Regions from separate parts of the Gossypium hirsutum genome. Here region 2 is linked to region 1. A link is a contact called in public Hi-C data. All regions are on one chromosome and are shown on one strand. Each heading gives the region's core, a stretch centred on a gene start, on an enhancer-like site or on the middle of the called end of the contact. The rest is flanking DNA. Distances are from core to core; before and after follow the strand shown. Region 1 holds the start of LOC107897018 (retinoblastoma-related protein). Region 2 holds the start of LOC107962221 (probable chalcone--flavonone isomerase 3).

Region 1 (7,364 bases), core at 1,965-4,464:
AAGCATGCTGCCAAAATAGCATTCATGACTTATGTGACGAACCAGTATCAATATTTTCCAGTGTTTCAGTTTTGCACTCAGCTGCTGGACATGGCTTTTTTTTCAATATGTCCTCTATTAACTTATTGGCCATCTCCATTGTTTTCCTCAAATCATCTTCTGAAGCATCATACATGTTGCAAAGTGATGCAAGCAAGTCGACAACACCTTTGTCACCTTTCTTAACTGAATGATTGCATGTCAAAGAAGTCAACAATGAGGAACGCCAAATTTTTACCCCCACCAGGAAAGGAAAATAAAAAGAATGTAAATGAGCAAGGACGGAACAACAGTGAAGAATACTGGACAGAATAAAAGATAAAGACCAAAGAAGAATCACAATTGTAATCTCTTTATTGAAAAGGATAGATCTAAAAATTTGACAGCCATGAAGAGCAGATAATTACCAAAATGTGGAGAGTCATTGATCTTGAAGTTTCTGAAGCGAACAGGAACATGTATAATCAAGATAGCCTGTCCACAATCACATTAAATAGTAAGAAAACATTAAACTCTCCATTGTGGCTCAATGTGCTACGAATGTACAAGGATAGAGTGCATCAAAGACAACAGCATAGTTGAGTTGACTCTTTTGAAGCACATTTAATTGTAACTCTCTACCTTTGCATTCCATTTGATAATTATTAAATTAATCCATTATATATATGAATAATATCAGAACATGTTTGACCAGAAGAAAGAGATGACATGTTATTCCATAGTAAAACCAAGTGTCTACCTAAATCAATTAGTAATAAAGCAACAGAAATGCGTAACTGACCAGTATAGAAACAAAACCGTTTGCACAAGTCACTAGGTCTTTAAAACGACTGAATGCGTGCACGCGGAGTGCCAAAAACAGTAACCATCCAAATCGATGACACTCTGATATATAATCTGGCGAACTGGTAGCATTTTGCTGCTTGTCAATATTTGCATCACTTGTCAAGAAGAGTTCCCAAAATGCACGCTTGTATGAGCTTTTAATACCATCAAAACAGCAAGATGCAGATGTTATTTACTTCACAAAATGGAAAATTATACAAAGTAACCACAAAATTGAGGTTTTGAGGATACAGCTGCTCAAAGAAAACAAAATTTATAGCATGCGCGATACAAATTGTGTAATATATTATTTCAAATATAATTCTGCAATCTGCGTAAGTGAGAATTTCATATTTATATCACTATCTTAACTTTAATTTTATCATCCATCTGGAGAAGACAACAGTCAAAACATGGCATAAACAAGGGCACATGACCAGTTACTTTTATAATTATGGCACATGTATGGATGTATAACAACATTATTGTATTTTATTTTCCAACATCTTTGATATGCACATCCTGCACAGTACATCCCCCCCCCAACACAAATTTTTTGCTTTATGGAGGATAAATACTTGATAAAACCACAACAATTAGGCCTCCTGCAAATTTCTGGAAAGGTTCAAGACGAAATATGAAAGTAAGCAATTCTAACCCTTATAGAACATAAGTTGACAAACCAAAAGCAATATACCTTTTTCACTAGTGTGACTTCGTGCATTTAAAACTAACCCATCAATTTTAGCACATTGTAGTCATATTAAAGATTAGGGGAGAAATGCTAATACAATTACAAAGCTATTTGCACATATCATCTTTATAACCTAGGTTATAAAAGAAGGGTACCTACTTGCTTAAAAGGCTCAAGTACACAAAATTGGCCTGCATCTCCTTACCCTAATTGATATAAGTACCATAAGCAGATAGTCAGATCGAAGTGACATGGCCGTACAATTTTTAAAAAATATAGACATAATGGAAAACAAGCGGAAACATAAATCTATATTCTTTCAATACCTCAAGTCGAGTCTCCCAATCTTCCCCATACATGTTACGTAAAACGGGACCAGCTTTTACCACAAACTGAGGCAACTCCTTAAAAAAATCCACGATACTGCAAAAATAAAATAAACTCACTATCATTGAAATGGTTATTGATCGCAAAAGTTACCCTTACATACACAAAATTAACAGTATCATACTTCAGCTTCGTAGCTCTCAATATCTGGCAAAACGAAAACCCACTTTCATCAGACTCTTGTTGCGTATTTTCTCCAACCTTTTCACTCAGCTGCTTGAGCGAATATAAGACAAATGAAAACCAAAATCGCTCTGCTTCTTCCAGCTAATCCAGAATAAATGCAACAAAGTTAGTTAATTAGAAAGCAATTCCCTTTCGTAATTTTCATATAAAAGGAAGTTAAAATAATAATAATAATAATAATAATAATAATAATAATCTACCGTTCCGCTCCCAATTGAGGAAACATTTGACGTTAAAAGGTGTTTTGTTTCTTTGAATAGCTTCATAGCATTTGAACAAGCTTTCTCATCCAAAGATAACCCATTCTGGAAATCAGGAAAACATAACACTAAAAAACACAAAAAGAAAAAAGAAATACTTGAAATAATATTACTGGAAAGAACAAATCACTACCTTGCACAAAGCATTGAATCTAGCTTCAACGGCATCAGCATCTGTGCCACCAGAAGTTGCAACTGAAGGCTTCATGTCTTCCATATTTATTAATAACCCTAGCAGTGGATCTCAAAGTTATCAATTTCAGAAAAGTTCAGGATTTAAATCTCTCCAACAATTTTACTCTTAATCAGCATATACAAGACTAAACTAGCTAAATCTATAGATTCATAACAGCAACTTAAACCTCCGCCTCAAAATAAAAGTTTATGCCAACATTTCAAAATTTTTAGCTATTACTATACAATGAAAAAGTAATAATCAGTAAAAAAATCATTTATACTTCTGGAAATGGCGAACTACTTTTCAAGAGTGAAAAGCAAAAAGTTGAAAAAAATAAAACAATATTCAAAGAAACCTTACAAAATTTAGGCTTGAAATTAGGTTGAGATCTCGGATCTAACGATCCAGCAAACCAGAAACCCTAGCTTCAAATTCCCCGCCCAAAACATAGCGTTTTAAGGGATCGAGAAGAAATAAAAAGGGAAAAAATCGTTCTTTAATAATTTGGATTAGGAACAAGAATCCTAAGATTTCCCCTTTTTTTCTTATATATTTTCTCTCTTTTTAACCTTGGGCTTCTTTTTGTGGAAAACCCTATCAATGAAGGATCTTTCGCTCTTTAGCGCGGGAAAATTAACCAACATAACATCATGATGGACATGCACCATGCACATGACATTCATAGCTAGCCAATTATTTTTTGACGCGTACTGTTGCCGCCATTGGATTTTACCGCCAAAATCCTTTAACATCTAGCCGTAACGGAGATTCCCGCTTTGGAAAAGATCGGTAAAGGATTCGCGTTTTCTCCGTCACGGTGAATTTAACGGAGAGTTGGTGAGTCGGGCCGAGCTGTTGTCGGAGTCTTGAAAATGGGGCAGAGATAGTGTCGGTAGACTCGTGTGAGTATGGGGCCCACTGAAAGGGTTTTTTTTATAGTGTCGTTTAGCGGTAAGAAGTTGTGTCGTTTTATGTGAGTGAAATGTTAGGATGAGTGCATCCACAGAGACCTTTCTGTAGGACCACGTCACTGATGCTTAGGCACGTAAGGCCTTACACCTTACATTATAAGCGTACACCATTTTATGTAGATTTTCATAATAGTTTAAACCATCCAACTCGTCTAAATTATAAAATGTAGTGTAGTCGTTACTTATTTTATCCTTTAATTATGATATTAAAGATTCGATCTCTGTTCAAAAGAATAAAATACATTTCATAACCAATCATTTATCTCTTAAAAGAGTTTTTGTATCTTAACTCGATTGGTATGAACATTGTTACCAATGTAAAAGGATGCAGGTTCGAATATATTAAAGCACATTATCTTCTATTATTTAGTTTAGTACAACTAATTTCAGGAACAACATGAACTAGATAGGTATTGCCAACGGGAGGACCATCCTAGCACCTCTGGCATTGTTGCTTGCAAAAGGTGGATTGATTTGTTTCCTCCTCCAGAGACTGGAGCTAAGGTGGCGCATCTTCTCCTACAGTTCTGTGACTTACTGTTGGGAGCCAGAGTTTTGATGCTGAATATTTTTATGAAAAATGTATTCCAACATGGATTTGGAAAAACCAGAACCTCAAAATCATCATGCATGTTGGATTAAATTTTGTTTTTGGTTCCTCTACAGTATAGTTTACAATGCCAATCCTTCTATGGTTTGCTTGTTTTCTCCTTACCAAAAATACTGGATTTTAGTGGGATTCTGAGTTTCCAGTTTTTGCTTAGTTTTTGGATTCCACCAACTTGATTGTTGCTTTCTTCATGATAAATTACCGATGGCCAAGCTAGGGAACACTATAGCTGTAAACTTCTCATTCATGTGTTATGTCAATAAGAATGAGGGAACAGTGCTAATAACATGATTTGTGTACCTCTGCATAAAAGTTGAGAATCAATTTCTAAGCCTTCTGATATTGATGATGGTTTTTTTACGTGGTGTAGGTAAACATTTTTATCTAGAAAAAAAAAGCTATAAGAAGAAAACAAAAGTGCACACCCCAAAATGAAAGTTGTAACTTAAAAAAAAAAGGAAAAGAATATTTTTGAAACAATATCAAGTTAGGATTTGTCGAACAAAAAAGAAAAAAAGGCTAAATTGAATGAATTCATTGCACGGTTAAAAAACTAATATATATTATAAAATAAGGTAAAAAAAACTGTTTGTGACATCATAAAATTATGACAGTATATATTTTCATTATAAAATTAATATAACTAATTTTGTAACATTTGCAATGCACATGAAAATTTTATTTATTTAAATTTTTAATTATGTTTTTCTTAAACCTAAACTTCCCATATTTTTAAAGATATCATCAAACTAATTTTTAATAACTAAAAAATTAACTACCACACACATTTCATTAAAAAAATATTACATATAAAATTTAATTTATTATTAATCGCTTGTTTATAACAATTAATAAAAGTTTGTCTATTAATAATATTGTAAAGTGAAACTTTAATCCATTTTTATAATTTTAAATATGTAATATAACACTTTGATAATAATTAATTTGTTACAAGATTATAAAATTAGCTCAAATCATGTTTATAGAAGAAAATCTTAAATTAAGTTAGTAATGTTTGCAGTCAGATAATGATAATAAAAATTGTTAAAATTTTATTTTAACTTAAATAATGTTACATAGATAATTAGGAATTTTTATTAAAAAAAACAAATTAGGTAATTTAAAATATATATAAACCGAAGCAAATAAGAAATTTAAATATATATTTAAAATTTAATATATATTATACATTTTAGATAATTAGATAACTTCTTTAAAATCTTAAAATTAGATGATAATTTGAATTATGTGTCATTAAATAAACTAAGCATAATAAATTATTTAATTTTTCAACTTTACAAAATAAATTAAAATTATTTTAGCCCTCTATTTATTTTTTTCATGTAATTAGCTTTTGAACTAGCATTTTTTGTAAAATCGCCAGAAATAAATAAAAAAACTTATTAACTAATTAAATTTTAAAATTTAAAAAAATTATAAAATCATTTTAAAAATTAAAAATTATTTTAAAAAGTATAAAAATATTTTTATATATTTTTAAATTTTTATAAGTTAACTATCACGTGAATGGTTACAGACATTAACATTAACATTTTCATTCATTTAAGATGATTTAACAAGTGATACAAAATCATATATTTATATCCCTCCTTTATCACCTTTACCTTAGAAGATACTGTTAAAAAAGAAATTGACCTCTAAAAATCTCCTAAAACATTCCCAAAGAAAATTGCCCCCTTGAAGGAGCACTGTGATTCCGATATAAATGATGATCAATCAGCGGTACCATTTGGCTACAATCGGGTAAAGAAAGGCAAAACTTTATTCAATTTGTTAGGCCAAGCTTCAAAGTACTGTTAGCAAACATCAGTGAACACATTGGGAAGGTGGCGGCTATTCTACAGTAACACACCGCTCATACGTACCTCGTGTGATGAACTTACATTCATACATAAGAGCTAACAAGAATACAGGAGAGGGGCAGAATATACAAGGAATAAGAGCACGCTGGGCTAAGATTCTGGTTGCTCGGATTTTAAAGGTGCACCGGATGAGGATGCACAGCTCCCATTTTGCAGGTAAAGGCTATTTGCAACCATAGAATCACTAACCAAGCCGACATCAACATCGTCGAAGTTGAGTGCCCCTCTGATCTTCCTGCCACTGGAAGCAACAAAGAAAATGGCAGCTTCATTACTTAAGTACATCACGATAACTTTGGTGAATGTACTTGGTAGGTCCTTTTTATTATATGGACCAGATTAAATTAGCCTATCTAAGATCAATTTAGTCTTTGTATTATTAAAAAGAATCAATTAAGGCCAAATTTCAACAGAGTTCATATTTACTATTTAAAAAATGTCATTTTCAATTCAACCAAGCTTTTAATGGCAAATGAAATATTCTTTTTAGAGTAGAACTGTAAATGAAAAAATTACTTTCTTTTATATACATACATTTTATTGCATCATTTTCATTTTCATATTTATATTTGTTTTAATTCTTATCGTATTTAATTTATTATGGACAATAACATATTATATCATCCCAAAAAAGATCAAGCTCGGGATGATAACATCATCAATTGTTCAATCACCAAAAACTTCAATTCCAACCTAAGTTTGCAATATGCTTGTTGCTCATATATTTTGGAATCCATTACATGACACTCAATATTACAAATTTCTTGAAAAAAAAATTAAGGATGTATTCATGGATAAGTCGGGTTTTGAGTGGACCTTGGCATGTTATTAAAACATTTTATTATTGTTCGAGTTTGATTAGAATTTCAAGCACGCTTATATTATTTTTAATTTGATATTTAATAGTTTCATTTTTTTTATTTATTAAAAATTTGTATATAGTTATCTTAAAATTTTTAATGTTTACATTATAGATTTAATTTTTATATATTATAAATTACATAATATATATATATCATTCTTTAATCAATAAATATTAATTCTGTTGCATTTTAGCCTTATTAATATAGGAATTCATATTAATAGTAGAGAGACTAATTTGATTCAATCCCGATAATAGAAGGCTTTTGTAGGTACTTTCACCCAAGAACTTCTATGCTTAAAAAAAATATTGTTACCCAGGGAGAGAAGAAGAATACCCGTTCAAGTGATTGTTGATAGCAGTTAGGTCTTTCGAAGGGCTCTGATAGGCACGAGTACTCTCTCCAACACAAGCATAGTAGCTTCTTGAGCTATGCGAGATTAGAGCATCCATCTGTAAATGAAAACAA
Region 2 (7,364 bases), core at 2,080-4,579, 740 kb before region 1:
AAAATAAAATGGGGAAAAAAAGAGAAGAAATTTCAAGTGAAATTTTAGGATTTCTTTGGGAGGGGGAGGGAACCGATTTTGGGAAAAGAAAGGAGGGAAAAAAGAAAGATTTCTCGTCAAATTTTGGGATTTTGGGGAAGGGGGAACAAAAAAGTCTAATGCATTTTGGGGTAACAGATACCGTTTCTTGTAAAAAATTTTGCGGCGTTTTTTATAAAAAACGCCACTGTTGCTTTTTTTTCACAAAAAGCCATTTTCCCGCCTTTTTGCTCTATTAAAAATCTTTTATTTTGTTTTAATATATATAAACTTTATCATTATCTCTTAAATAATTTAAATTATATTTAATTATATGTATACACCTAAATTTTGATAGAGATACATCTCATAATTATATATGAATTTCAATTTAATGTGTAATTGTAGACGTGAAATTCTAATTGTGGTTTAAATGTATAGTTGAAACTTTAATTTTGATTTAATCATACACGTTTTAAAAAATAAATACATCAATATATTTTTATATTGAATAAATATAAATATTTATGTATGCAATATATAAATATAAAATGATGTTATATCAATAATTGTGTTCATAATTTATGCTTTTGGGATTTAACCCATTTTGATATATATATTTTTAAAATAATAATTTATATTTATCTTATTTAGATTTATATTATAAAAAAATCCAAGATACACAAGTTAAGTAGTTCACTATATTTATCCCTAAACCCCAACCCCTAAACCCCTACTATTATCTCTTAAATAATTTAAACTATATTCATAAATTTAATATATTCAAATTAATATTATTTCTTTTACAATTATATAAGAAATCGTTTAATATATAAATTAAAAAATACTAATTAATCTAAACCTTAAACCTCTTAACCCGTATCCCATAAACACTAAACCCTTAACCCTAAACCCCTACACCTTAAACTCTAACCCTAACCCTTAAACCTTAAACCCTAAACCATAGTTAACTCATAAACCTTAAACCCATATATCTTTAACTATAAACCTTAAACTATAATGATAATTAATTTAATATTTTAAATTCAATACTATCTCTTTTACGATTATATAAGAAAATATTTAATATATTGTATAACCATAAATTTTAATAAATATTTTTTTAGGGGTTATACATTAGTGTTTATGATTTTTTTGGGTTTAGGGGTTATATGACTTTTAGCGGCGTTTTACCAAAAGCGCCGCTAATGCTTGGGTCTTTAGCGGCGTTTTACCAAAAGCGCCGTTAATGCTCTATTTTTAGCGGCATTTTTTACTAAAACGCCGCTATTGCTCTGTGTTTTACAATTTTTGCTACGTTTTTTATAAAACGCCGCTAAAAACGCCGCTAAAGCCCTATTTTCATGTAGTGGTGAGAAAATTTATTTCTACCCATTAAAGATTATGCTTGTGGTGGTAGGTTAATATAACTTTTTATATATATAATCTTAGGAATACTATTACACTACTCATTTCATTCCACCCAACCAAACTATTGAAATATTCGTCCTATACAATTATAACTCTATTCCATTCTCACATAATAACATTCCATTATGACAAAGTAAACATACCGTAAGAGTCTTAATTCGAAGAATCTGAATTAAAGTAAACTTGTTGAAAGTTTGGGTTGAAGTAAAACTCTTTCATCAGAGTTTCAGTTAGAATAAAACTTTTCCACTAAAGTCTTAGTGGATTAGAACTGTTTATTCCCCAAATTTTAGTATTTAAATAGAACACAACCCGCATGAGCATGGTTAATCATTGGTTCTTATATTTAGTTCAAGCAGAAGCGTCGCTTCAGCACATCTCTTAACACACTTGTTAATGTGTTGCTTCTAAAACAACTTTATTTGCGTATAAGAAGAGATCGTTTCTTTTTGGGTGAGTTATAGGAGTTATGATTGTAGTTGTGCAATGCGGTTGCTTTTATAGGCAATGAAGCACATCTGAAAACATGAAAGCAAATTGTCTGGCATTTTCATTTTTGGGCTTCACTCAATCATGGGAGTGAAGGAAATGGATTTGTAAATAAGCGAAAACTCCAATGATATCATAATTTATTGGAAGAGAAAGCACAACAAACAGGATGGTTCTTAGTAGGAAAGACTTGGTAACAAAACAGCATAGGTTCATTTGCAAAGCTCAGCGGAGAGGGTATTAGCTAAGGAGGAAATGGTAGTTGCAGACACTCCCCTTGTTCCTCCTAAGTACCATTTCTTGATCATCTCGACCACATTCGCATTCTCTACTTTGATTTTTGCTTCCTCCTTTCCCTCCGTCGTGAATGCAATCTGTTTGAGCACATCCACACATACACAAAAACTATCATATTAAAACATGAATGAATGAATGAATGAATGGTTTTTCTTATGGACTCAAAATATACCTCAGCAGTGGCTGAATTTGCTGGAAAATGGTAAGTGATGACTGAATCCTTCTTGAAATATTTAGACTGGAAGAATTCAACAACTTTTTCCAAGGCTTCTTCCTCTTCCTCTTCGTATTTGTCGTCAGCTGCCAATCGGTCCCTCACAGCACTCTCTAGCTGCACTCCATATTGGGAACCTTTGATCTCCTTAATCACCACAACTCTCAGAAACTTCTCCACTGGAGCTGCAGGTTGTGATTATAGTTGTTTATAAATCACATTGTAACTATGATAGTTCTTACAACTTTGAAGAATGAATTATGGGAATTGGTTGTTTGTACCATTAATAAGAGCCTCGAAGAAGTCATCATCTTCAGCTAGCACGTTCCCAGGCTTCCCCTTCCATTGTTGCAAATGTCCTACAACTTCTGGTTCAAGGTAAACCCCAATTGCTGTGAACTTGATTTGCAAAAAGTGAATCTCAATGTCGGTAATTCCTGTCCCAGCCCCACAAAGTGAAATTAGATTTTAGGGTCTAAACGTAGTGATTGAAGGAAAAGAGACTAGGACTAGTTTTCACGTTAAGGATCATGAAAAACATATATAGTTGAAGTTTAACACAGTGAGTTTCGATCTAAAAACATAGAGTTTAACTCGATTAATTTGTGTAATTATACGAAACATAGTATGAAAAAAAAAAAAAAAGCTTACCATGACCCAAAAGAGATAGTGGCTTGGTAGTTGTGATTTGTGGAGGAAAAGGGACTTCATCAACCATTACCATTTCAGTAGTCACTGAAACACCCAAAAAATACATTTGAATTAAGAAAAAATAGATGGTAAACTAAAAACCAAAGCACCATTAAGATTGAAAGATAAAACCACTTACTGGCTATGCTTGAAGGAGGTTTAAGGCAGGCAAGGAAGCAATGAAAGGGCAAAGATGGTTGAGTTTGTAAGTGAAATGAGAAATTAAAGAGTGGTGATGCCTTTTATATCAAAGCATAAATGGCATAGACATAGGACATCAGCATTTCAACATAGCACAAAGACTAAGACTTGGGGCCTCCTGGATGGGCAGATGGTGGTTGGTAGGTAAGTTAAGGGCTTGTCATTTGTGATTCATCTAATTTTCCCCCATTTGACTTGCAGGAAGATAGGATTTATGAATTCTGGGTGATTGCTTTGATTTGGTTTAAGCATAAACAGAGTTTAGCAGACTTGTCTGTTTTGCTGCCTTTGTCATATTATTGGGTGGATTTGAGGCTTTGATATTGAGGGCATTAGTGAACCCACGTGATTGAAGTGCTAACAACCTTTCATTTTACCTACCCCCCTTATCTTACATTTACATTTTAGATCATCAAAGTAGGTCCAGCACAGGCAGCCTGTAAGAATCAATCACCCATCAAGAAAAAGCCTTTACCTTAGGCTTCTGTCTCATACCCCAATCACTAATATTCCTCTAATATTATTAATGTGAGTGTCTCTATGAGGAACTGTGTAGCACATATTTTCTTTTAAGATTCAGGCCATCTTCAACTAATCGTTTACTTTTAGATTAATCTACTCTTTTCGGAATTGGATCGGCCAAAAATATTGATTTGAAATAAAAGATTAGATCGGTTGACTTGTGAATTGGTTAGATCAGTTAAATTGGCAATCAAATCGGTTGAATTGATTTTCTCTATTTTCTTAGTATTTTTAATAATTTATTCAATCGAATTAGACGAACAAATCGAACTGATTGAATCAAAAATCGATGGTCTAATAAGTTCAATAGTCGATTTTTTTCTAAAAGGCTTAGATTAAACTATCAACTCCGGAGTATTTAAATATGATTTTTTTCAACAAATGTATTTGGTAATTTTTGAATTTATTTATTTTATCTTTATAAGAGGAAGTTGCTATCACCTCAAACAAGGTTAAACATGTACTTAATTTCCGTACTCTTGTGATTTTTTTGTACATTTGAAATTTAGTCTCTTTATTTTTATTTTTAGGAGTTTAGTTATTTTACTTTTTTATATTTCAAAATTCAGATTCAATAGTCAACACTGTTAAATTTTTTTTATTAAATACATTGATATGACATTTTGAAATAAAACAAACTTTAATAGATAAATGTTAACAATATTGACCTAAATTTTAAAATTTAAAAAATAAAAAGATTAAATTTCATAAAATATAAAAAAAAACTAAAATTTAAATGTACAAAAAAAATATAAAGACTTGAAACATATTTCAACAGTAAGGGTGAGTTTGGATGGGCGGTGCGTTTAACTGCGTTTAGTGTAAAAACAGCGGTGACGGTGAGATTAGATACTGTAGCAACATTATAGCGTGAAGCAAAAAGTAAAGTAAATATACCCACCTCCCAACCAAACTCACCCTAAAACAATAATTTGTTAGTGGGGTAAATGTTTTTGTCTCTTATAAAAGCTACCCACCGGGATATCTTAATCTGAATTGTGGATTCATGGAAGACCTCATTTATTTTTAAAAGATAATTTCATTTGCCTTTTGTGGAAAAGGAAAACTCCAAAAAATTCGTTAAATCACTATTTAGGATTTGAATTTTATAATAATTTTTATATTGGAGTTTGAGTTTTTGGGTTTAAGTTAATTTCTAAATTTGGTAAGTGTTTTCATATTGGAACCTGAGTTTTAGCCTTTTTAAGGAAATATTAAGGATTAACGTGGACTAAAAAAAGTTTAAACCCTAATTTGAAAATAATTGCCAAGTTCATGGAGTAACTTAAAAAAAAATTCAAGCTCCAATGTGGGAACAATTGCCGAATTCAGAGACTAACTTAGACAAAAAAAGTTCAAATTTCAATGTGCGAATAATTATCAAGTTTAGGTCCCAAAAAGTGATTTAACCCCAAAAAATGGAAAGAAAAAAAATGTATTTTTTTTTCTATTTGCCCTTGTACTTTACAAAAGTTGTGGATTTAGTCTTTATACTTGAATGGTCATTTTTAGTCCTTGTACTTTTTAAAGTTTAAAATTCCAGTACTCACCAAATGATAACTTTAAATTCATTAAGTTAGTTATGTTATTTCCAAAATCTAATGCGGCAAACATACTATCATATGTGTAATATCATCCCAACATATTATTTCCACATATTACTCACTAAAAATCAAATTAATGGATTAATGATTGTCATTTGTGTCAAGGTGGAAATTTCAAAATTCAAAAAGTATAGGGGCTTATAATGGTCCAATAGAGAATATGAACTAAATCTACAATTGCATATAAAGTACATGACTAGTAATTGAATTTAATCAAATGATTTAACTACTATTGTGGGGGTTAGGACTAAAATTTCAAATTTTGAAAAGTATAGGAACTAAAATAAATAGATTTAAAAATATAGAGACTAAAAATGATTAAGTTAAAATACAAGGACTAAATTCATAGCTTTCACGAAATATAGAAACTAATAGCAAATTTAACCAAAAAAGAAAAAATAGTATATTTGTGTGTTATTATTAAATTTTAATTCAATAAATGTATTTAAGGTATCATATATTTATATGATTTTTAAAATTTTTAAAATTTATATTTTACATGTGGATGGGTGTGTGTCATTTTGGTGATATATGTATATATGTATCTATATATATATAAAAAAATAAGTGGTACCTAAATTACTTTTTCTTTTAAATTAGTATCTTCGTTAATCAAACCGTTAAAAGTAGGGGGGATACAGGAGGCTAGCAAAAGGAATTAACCAAATTTGCCCGATCTAGAGGCAATCAAGAAAGCCGCATAAACAAATCTATAACCTACAAAAAAGTGGGCTAATCCAACCAATCTTGCCTGCACAATAGAAACAGCCACTGGTTTATCTCTCCATCGAATCAAATTAGCTAAAGATGTGCGTTCATGAGCCCATGTTAAAGTTTCAATCAATTCTTGCCAATATCCACCCCAAGAAATTAAGAACATAAATCCTGTAGCCCAAACAATATGTCCAAATAAGAACATACATGCCCAGACTGATAAACTATTCATACCAAATGGGTCCCTAGCCCCCCTAAAATGAAAAATTTCTATTTAGGCCCTTGAAAGTTTTTTAAAATTTTAAATTAGTAAAGGTAAAATTGTACTTTAGCCTCCCTAAAATTATAAAAATTCGATTTAATCCTTTAAAAATTATAAAGATATAGACTATAAAAAATTAAAATTTCATTCAGCCCCCCTAAAAATTTGTTCTGCTTTGCCCCTGGTTAAAAATATATTTAAAAAGAAAAAACTTAACCCACAAATTCATACCTAAATTATACCATTTTTTTCAAGTTGATACCAATTTTTTTTTATCACAAGTGATACCCAAATTATTTTTTTATTGCCATTTTACACCAAAATATTATATTCATTAAAATTCAACTGATTAAATTACCATATAAACTTTAAGAAACAATTTTTATTCTCTTATTTTCTTTTACATCATTTCTCTCTCTCATTCTCTCTCTCTATATATATTTCTATTTTTTTTTCTTTCCTTTTTCATTCTTCTTCATTTATAATGTCTAACAATGCTTGAAATTCGCTTAACTGATTATTTTGATTATCAAAATTATGCTCACCCCAAGATTAAGCCTTGTTTTGATTATTTTTCATATATTATACGTAATATAATCATGTTGTATAAGATTGACAGTGTTAAAATGATTTAGGCTTAATAAATTAAAATATAATTAAAATTTTAGAAAATTACAAAATAAATTAAAAATTAAAATAAATTGAAAACAAATGGAAAAATTCAAAAAATTTACTATTGACACTGACTGGTCAATTTTTGCTTTCTGAATTTCTAAGTTTTTTTAATTTTTAAATTTTATGAATTTTCTTCTTTTTTATTTTTTTAATCTTAAATATATTTTATTTTATTACTTTTTCAAAATTGATTGGCCAAATATTTTGACCAGAATACATGACACCAAAGAAAATCCTCCAACTAGAT

What was found. Hi-C and Micro-C count contacts between places; a contact is called where the count stands out from the background.
Region 2: a Hi-C map of leaf shows a contact between it and region 1, with 2.6 times the contacts expected there. The contact joins the promoter of LOC107962221 here to the promoter of LOC107897018 in region 1. A contact is called at or near these places in 2 of 34 Hi-C or Micro-C datasets (both in leaf).

Annotation. Positions count from the first base shown.
Region 1 is chrA05:108,781,835-108,789,198 of Gossypium_hirsutum_v2.1, reverse strand. It overlaps LOC107897018 (retinoblastoma-related protein), which reads right to left and starts at 3,214. Exons shown (of 19, transcript XM_016822349.2): 1 at 2,930-3,214; 2 at 2,525-2,622; 3 at 2,332-2,436; 4 at 2,070-2,212; 5 at 1,885-1,981; 6 at 1,718-1,764; 7 at 821-1,019; 8 at 447-513; 9 at 43-225. The coding sequence starts at 2,608. It also overlaps the pseudogene LOC107897016.
Region 2 is chrA05:109,524,801-109,532,164 of Gossypium_hirsutum_v2.1, reverse strand. It overlaps LOC107962221 (probable chalcone--flavonone isomerase 3), which reads right to left and starts at 3,329. Exons shown (of 5, transcript NM_001327724.1): 1 at 3,279-3,329; 2 at 3,101-3,184; 3 at 2,731-2,886; 4 at 2,408-2,634; 5 at 1,969-2,312. The coding sequence starts at 3,279. The coding sequence ends at 2,151. LOC107962219 (vesicle-fusing ATPase) reads right to left here and starts at 177. Exons shown (of 9, transcript XM_016898538.2): 1 at 1-177.